Regions from separate parts of the Mus musculus genome. Here region 2 is linked to region 1. Evidence: chromatin contacts called from public HiChIP or PLAC-seq data. All regions are on one chromosome and are shown on one strand. Each heading gives the region's core, a stretch centred on a gene start, on an enhancer-like site or on the middle of the called end of the contact. The rest is flanking DNA. Distances are from core to core; before and after follow the strand shown.

What was found. HiChIP or PLAC-seq counts read pairs in DNA pulled down with a chosen protein or histone mark.
Region 2: a contact with region 1 is called in an H3K4me3 HiChIP or PLAC-seq map of the SCID.adh cell line, with 15 read pairs. The contact joins the enhancer-like site here to the promoter of Mms22l in region 1. A contact is called at or near these places in 3 of 39 promoter capture datasets (the 3T3-L1 cell line, the C10 cell line and embryonic stem cells), 2 of 484 Hi-C or Micro-C datasets (embryonic stem cells and short-term hematopoietic stem cells), 9 of 115 datasets of contacts at active chromatin or transcription factors (CD8 T cells, the SCID.adh cell line, bone marrow-derived macrophages and 2 more) and 3 of 9 other capture datasets (adipose tissue, liver and pancreatic islet).

Annotation. Positions count from the first base shown.
Region 1 is chr4:24,494,955-24,498,297 of GRCm38.p6, forward strand. It overlaps Mms22l (MMS22-like, DNA repair protein), which reads left to right and starts at 1,497. Exons shown (of 24, transcript NM_199467.3): 1 at 1,497-2,111; 2 at 2,884-3,009. The coding sequence starts at 1,954.
Region 2 is chr4:24,554,580-24,557,921 of GRCm38.p6, forward strand. The region is part of intron 13 of Mms22l (MMS22-like, DNA repair protein); the gene reads left to right. Among named protein-coding and RNA genes, the nearest start is that of Mms22l, 60 kb to the left of the region's middle. Within about 2 kb of position 1,697, at least 30 of the 459 cell types and tissues checked have an H3K27ac peak or open chromatin away from gene starts, as enhancers often do. A contact at or near this core is called in the SCID.adh cell line, where this site is marked.

The DNA.
Region 1 (3,343 bases), core at 247-2,746:
TATCTATGGAAGCTTATACTTAAGTTCTTAACATTTCTATATCTTGTCAAAATTAAGATAAAAATAATTACAATTTTGTCTGATTCAAAGAAGAGTCTCTAACTTCTCTTTAGTTCTTTTCATTTCTAACCTGGACTACATACACTTGATAGGCTACACCCTTGCTTTGCGCTTTGGTTTGTTTTGGCCGACAGGAGTGAAACATGGGATGTGGTTTACTCCTTTCAGTGTTTCCCCCACTTGTCTGTGGTGGGACAGTTGTGTTTGTCTGTGAAGGCAACCACTGTTGTGTGACGATAAGTTAGGTGACTGCATCCTACAGGCACAGGTCTCACTCCTCTCTAGTAATCCGTGTTGATCCTTACTTTTCTGCTCAAGAATGATAATTGTCTCTATTAGCTGTGGGTGCCTAGTCATCCCATTTTGGGATCCAGTAACCATGGACACACCTTTGTAAGTGACCATTTCATTAAGTATCACCTTAATTGGCCTCTGTCATTTCTTTAGTTCTTCCCACTCCATGATTCACATAAGTTGAGCTCACATAATCAACATCAGGTATTTAAACAAACACAACAGACAAGAGTGTACTGGAATGTTGATGGGAGGAAGAAAAATGGCCGTATGGTATGTTGTCCTAATTGCAGTGCCAACACTAGGTATTCTCATATTCAGAAAACATACTCTTGACATCACTGTGGAAGAGACCTTCATGATACAATACTCATCACCAGCTATCATCAGCAGTCAACAAAAAAAAGCATCAGGTCTCAGAGTACCTCAACTGGGCTGCACAAATACATGTACTATAGTAGCCCTACACTGCAGTGGGAATTTTTTTTTTCTTCCGCTTCATCCCACATGTCATTTGAAAATACGTTGATTTTAACATCTAAGAGTTAGGGTAGGTTCCCTATGAAGTGGATGCCCGCAAGTAAAGCAATATATTTAAATGCAGCAGGCATTTGAATCCCCATGCCCCCCACCCCCATCTCAAGACAGTAATATTCGAGTCAACTTTAAAGAACACTTTAATAAGGAAAATGGATCGGAAAATATTTTTACAAAATTGTAACTCTTGTCCAGAGTTACAATGTATTGCAAAGGGAGCAAAAGTTGTTATGTCTGAGGAAAAAAAGCCATCTAACTTAGTCAATGTGTCCCTTGTGTTCTGGGTCACTGCTGCAGAGCAGAAGGCATCCAACACAGGAAAGCCGGGGTGGGCCCCAGGGCAGGAAGAGGGTGGCCGGGCTGCGGGAGGCCGAGGCAGGCGCGGGGCTCTCCAGAGCCCGGCCTGAAGCTGATCCCCGCCGTTCGCAGACCCTACTTCCAGGCTTCAGCGGAGAGCTGGCCACCTCGCAAACTCTCAACGGTACGGAGAACCGTGAAGAGCGAATCCCTGGACTTGTCCGGGCCGACGGGCTCTCGCGAGATCTCGGTCCGCGCCAGTGAGGACTCGCGAGAGGGCGGCGCCGGAGGCGGGGCACGCCGTGGCGGGAATTTCGCCTGCTTCCGGTTTCCTCTGCCCGGCGCTGCGTTCCGCGTTCTAGGTTTGCGGGGGCCTGCGGTTTTCCCGCGCGCTCGCCCGCCCCGAACGCCGCGCTGGGACTGAGGGAGACGGAGGGAGGCGGCGGGGCTGCGTGCTCCATCCGGGCCGTGCGGGGAAACCAGCCTGAGGAGGTGCGCGAGGGCCTCAAAACCCACGGCAGCCCGGAGGGAGCGAGGGCGGCGTTGGAAGGCTTGGCGGCTCCGGCGCCTGCGGGACGCCCGGAGGATTCTGGACCTGTTGCCTTCAGCTTCTCTGCTTTCACGTTGGTTTCCCCGGGTGCTGAGGGCACATTTTGGATCTCCGAGGTAGCTCCTTACCGTACTTTCAGCCTCTTGCAGCTTGTCTTCGGAGCCCGAACGTAACTGCCCGGAACCGCGGTGGCATTGCAGAGCAGGATGTAAATAATGGATGGCTGTTCAGCAGCGTCGACCTTCTTGACTGACAGCTTAGAGCTGGAGCTGGGGACAGAGTGGTGCAAACCCCCCTGCTTTTCTTGCGCTTTTGACAACAGAGAAGGAAAATTCTCTGGAGAGTCCTACCTTGCCAGTGGCGCCCTTAAGCGGTAGGTTAAAAAACAAACAAACAACAAAAAACCGAATTGAAGGTCCCCACCCCCAGCAATGTTGATTATCACCAATGTCTAACGTAGGTGCTCAGCAAGCCTCGTTTTACATACGCTTAGTATATAGAAGAACTTTCTGGATAATTGATAATCTCTTAGGAGTGGGTAGCTGGATATTTAATTTACTTAGACTGGTTTCAGAGCAGCCTAGTCTCTTGGAACTTGTATTTCCTTTTAAGGGGTAATAGTTATCTATAAGTTTTCAGTAGTTTATAAGTAGAACCTGATAGTTTTTGTTGCACGGGTTCTTTCCATCCAAAGCATCGGCATACAGAATTCATAGACACATTAGTCGAATGAATATTACAATAAAATTGCTGTTCTTGAATTATTTAGGTAATGCCCTTTGAGGAAACTTCATTAAAGAAAACCATTTTTTGTTGATTGTATGATTATACCTTGTTAATAATTTGTTAATAACCTTAAACCACATTAGGTATCTATATGATGTCATTCTTCCTAATTCGGAATATTTGGTGTTCTGAAAACCCATTTTCTTGTTCAAAGATAAATTACTGTGACCTCAGACCACTTTGTATATTGCTTGGACTCCATTTAGATTTTCCTTTTGGACACAACATAAGGTGTCAAGTAACCCCTCCCCCCCCCCCCCAACACACACACACATACACATATACATATGTGTTTGTGCGCGTCATCATGGCATGTATAGTCTGGATTCAAATGATTTAAGTCATTGTTTTCATTACAGGTTAATTTTAAATCTTGATCCATTACCAACTAATTTTGAAGAGGATACAGTAGAACTATTTGGCTTCCAATGGGTTACAGAAACAGCGCTAGTCTATTCCTGTAGAGAGCTCTTTCATTTATTCAGGTATGTATGTGTCTATTTTTAACTCTAATGCTGTCTAGTTTTATATTGCTGCTTTTCCACTACTGATTACAAAAGCAGGGAAATTGCTCTTTTTTATTGCTTTGCTGGTGGTCTTACCAGGAAACACTCAAGCAGTTATGACTGATAAATAATGGTTTTAAGGAGTTGTTTATATTGTGTATATTGATAAGCGAAATCCTTATCAATATATATGTGTGTGATTTAATCTCTAGATTAAATTAGTCTCTGATTAAATTAATCACATGTGATTCTAGAGATCTAATCTAGGTTATTGTATATGTTAGGCAAGCATCATACTACTGAGCACTGAATA
Region 2 (3,342 bases), core at 447-2,946, 60 kb after region 1:
TTGGAAGGTTGGAGGGCACTCATTTGCACATAAATAGCCATTAACTGATAAATTCCCAGAGGTCTCCTGTTGCATGTTAGTGGTTCTGACCTACTTAGCTAGCTTCAATTTGTTTTACAGAATTATTATAATTCTATGCTTAGTACTTAAACTTTGTGATTAATGCATGCCTCACAATACAATTAAAGTATAATTACACAGTTTTGCAGTTTCCTATCGTGTTATTACTACAAGGGTCTGGATTTTGCAAATATTAGAAGAGTTAAGGTTTGATATTTTTCACTTTTACTGTTATTGTGTGATCATGTTAAATGGTACTTTTGTACATCTGAAGAATGGAGGAAAGAAGTTGGCCAAATAAATTAAGGCTTGTTGGTGTTAGAAGGATCAGAAAATGCATAATAACTTTGGAGTGTTGTCTACACTGATGTGTACCAAGCATTCTTGTCTATGGTTTTCAGAACTAAGAATCCTCATTCCATTTTCTTATAGAAACCTTGTCACTACACCATTTGCTGTAGAAGCAGAACAAGTACTCTGAGTCTATAGAGAAACAATAAAACAGAACATGGGAACCTGAACCTAAAATGATCAAGGTTTCTGTCTTCTGTAAATGAGTAGTTCTTACTAGAAGGAGCAGGCAAAGTTGCTGCTAGCCAAATCTAGACCATGGCCTATTCATTTTGAGCTTAAGAATATTTAAATGTTTTCAGTGACATCTAAAGTAAGATGTGGTACTCAGAACATAAGTGCTCCCCCAACCCTCAGGTTTTGCAGCTCCCTCACTGGGTCTTGTGCAGCTTTCTGAGGCATTGAGTTCAGCACTTGGTTCTCGTACAGTGCTGCTGTTCCTAGCCTAGCAGAGTAGAGTGCTCTTTAGTGTTTACAGAGTGATTTGTGACACGTCTGACATCTGTCCCTTTACTACCCCTTGTACATCCAGTTACTATTCTCTTGTGTTTGAAATTGGTGAGTGCTCCTTAAAGGTCATAGCTTGAAATTTACGTTTTTTTAAGAAAAAAATTCTTAGTCATATCCAATATTAAAGTGTCAGTCCCATTGAAAGGGGTAGGAGTAACAAAACACTTGGATAATTTGAGACATTTAACACTTCAATTATTATGAATACATTAAAATTGTGTTTTGTTTAATGTAATAGTTAAAGAATTTTATGATAATCTTTAATAGACTGCAAAAACTTTTCCTAAAACTTTTTCTGAACATGAGTTTGGATTAGTGTCAGTAGGTTTTATCATATTCCCGTGTCCTTAAGAAAGGAGGTGCTCCTATGATTTTGGCATATTTGAGTGATATTCGCCTATATTATATAGAGAAATTTACCATCATAAGGAATTTTAAACCATTTGTGTTTTTATATTATGGATATACATTTAGGCATTTCCAGGGGAAAACAAAAACAAAAAACCCCCAGATGTTCAAAGTAGCAGCCTTTGTGTAAAGTTGATGTACAGTTTTTTTCCAAAGAGAAAGTGGTTATCCTATAATGACCAGTCTAATGAATTCAGAAATTCATTGATTGTCCCAGCTCTGGGTAGATTAGTAGAGACTTGCTTGAAGGAGTGGAATTTATGAAATGTTTGCCTCATCCGGCAAGCTGGGCTGCTGTAATACAGCTGCCTCCTCAGTGGTTTGCTTTGATCCTGTGGAATGAAAGGACAGGAGGATCAGCTCAGGTCTAAATGAGATTACAGCTGGTTCTGCCGCTTATCTGGTCTATTGCCAACTAGTGTGGCTTTGCACGTCCTAAGGGGTTTACAACAGAAACTGTTTATTGAGTATCATCGGTTTACTCAACACAAGCAGGCTAATCCTTCCCAGCCTCAGCATGCTGTAGAATTGTGCAGGAGCCAAACCAAAAGCTGGTATTGCCAGACCCTCTAGAGCCCTTTGTCTCGCTCTATATTGATTTTTACCTGAGTTAAAGACAGTGAAAAAAAAATAAAACCAATAACCATTCCTATTATGAGCAAAAGGTTAATCTTACCTAAAATCTTACAAAAAGCATCTGTTAACCCTAGAAGGGACAGCCTTCCTGTTTTGCGTTTTTAGTCAAGTGGGATTTTTTTTTTTTTTTTTTTTTTTTTTTTTTTTTTAGTTTTGAATTTTAAAGAACAAGATAAGAAAAACAGTTTAAGAGATCTTGCTAGGCATTGAAAGTTAAGTACTTAAGTCTTCTAGTAGTGATATATAACACATGGCTTTGTAAATGGAATATGAGGTAGCTTATTTCTAAATAAAAGTTTTTACTTTATATCCATTTTACATGGAATATTTTATTTTTTGTATTACCTACCAGGCTAGAAGCTTTCATTGTGGAAAATAAAACTTATGAATGAGTGATCGTTTTTATCTAGTGGTATATCTTGGTTAATAGTAAATTTCTGTAATATATAAGAAGTTGGTGGTTTGGGGGAACTGTAAAGGCAACTTTAGTAAATAACTCAATTTCCATTTTTACTCATCAAGTTATTCAATCTTTGGAGTTTTTTTTTAATTACTAAACAAGTAATATTTACCTTGAAGAATCTAATGAAACTACATTAGAAGAGTTTAGAAAGTAACACTGAATTAATCAGGTTAGTTAAGGCTACTGTAGTTGATAAGGAGCCCAAAGGCATTGAAGATTATATGCATTGGATCCTTCCCCTGATCTTAAAGTGGTGTTTAAAAGCTTCACGCAGCAATCCTAGCAAGGCCTCAGTGACACAGATGAGTCATTCATTGTTGTATGTGTGTACCCATGGGTGTGGAGACGTGGAAAAGTGATGCCACCTTCCGGCATGGTTCCTGAGGACTCAGTCACTTTGACTCTTTAGACAAGGTCTCTCCCTGGAGCCTGGGGCTTGCTGATTAGGCACACTAGTTTGTCAAGACAGGGGTCCTCCTGTCTCCACACTCTCAGCGCTGGCATTTTAAATGCATGCCACTATGCCTGGCTCTTTTATGTGGATGTAAATAATGGAACGCAGGTCTTCATGTTTGCACAACAGACACTTTACTGACTGGGAGGTCTCCCCAGCGCCTCTTGCAGAGCTACCTTTAGAGGTGTATGTTCTCAGATAGGTGGGTACAGAAGTTGCCACATGAGCACTTTTCCCTGAATCTGTAGCAGTAAGTACCGGGTAAGCTGTGAGTGTGAAATTTATGCTATAAGTTGGCCATCCCTACCAAAAAAAAATCCAAAATACAACAATATTCAAAACTTTTTGATCACTGATACGATGCCTTAAAGTGAAAGATTTCACATCTAACTCATCTGACAGATTGTAGTTAAACAGAGGCACGTGCCTCAGAGTATAGACTCGTTACCTTTGTACTGTG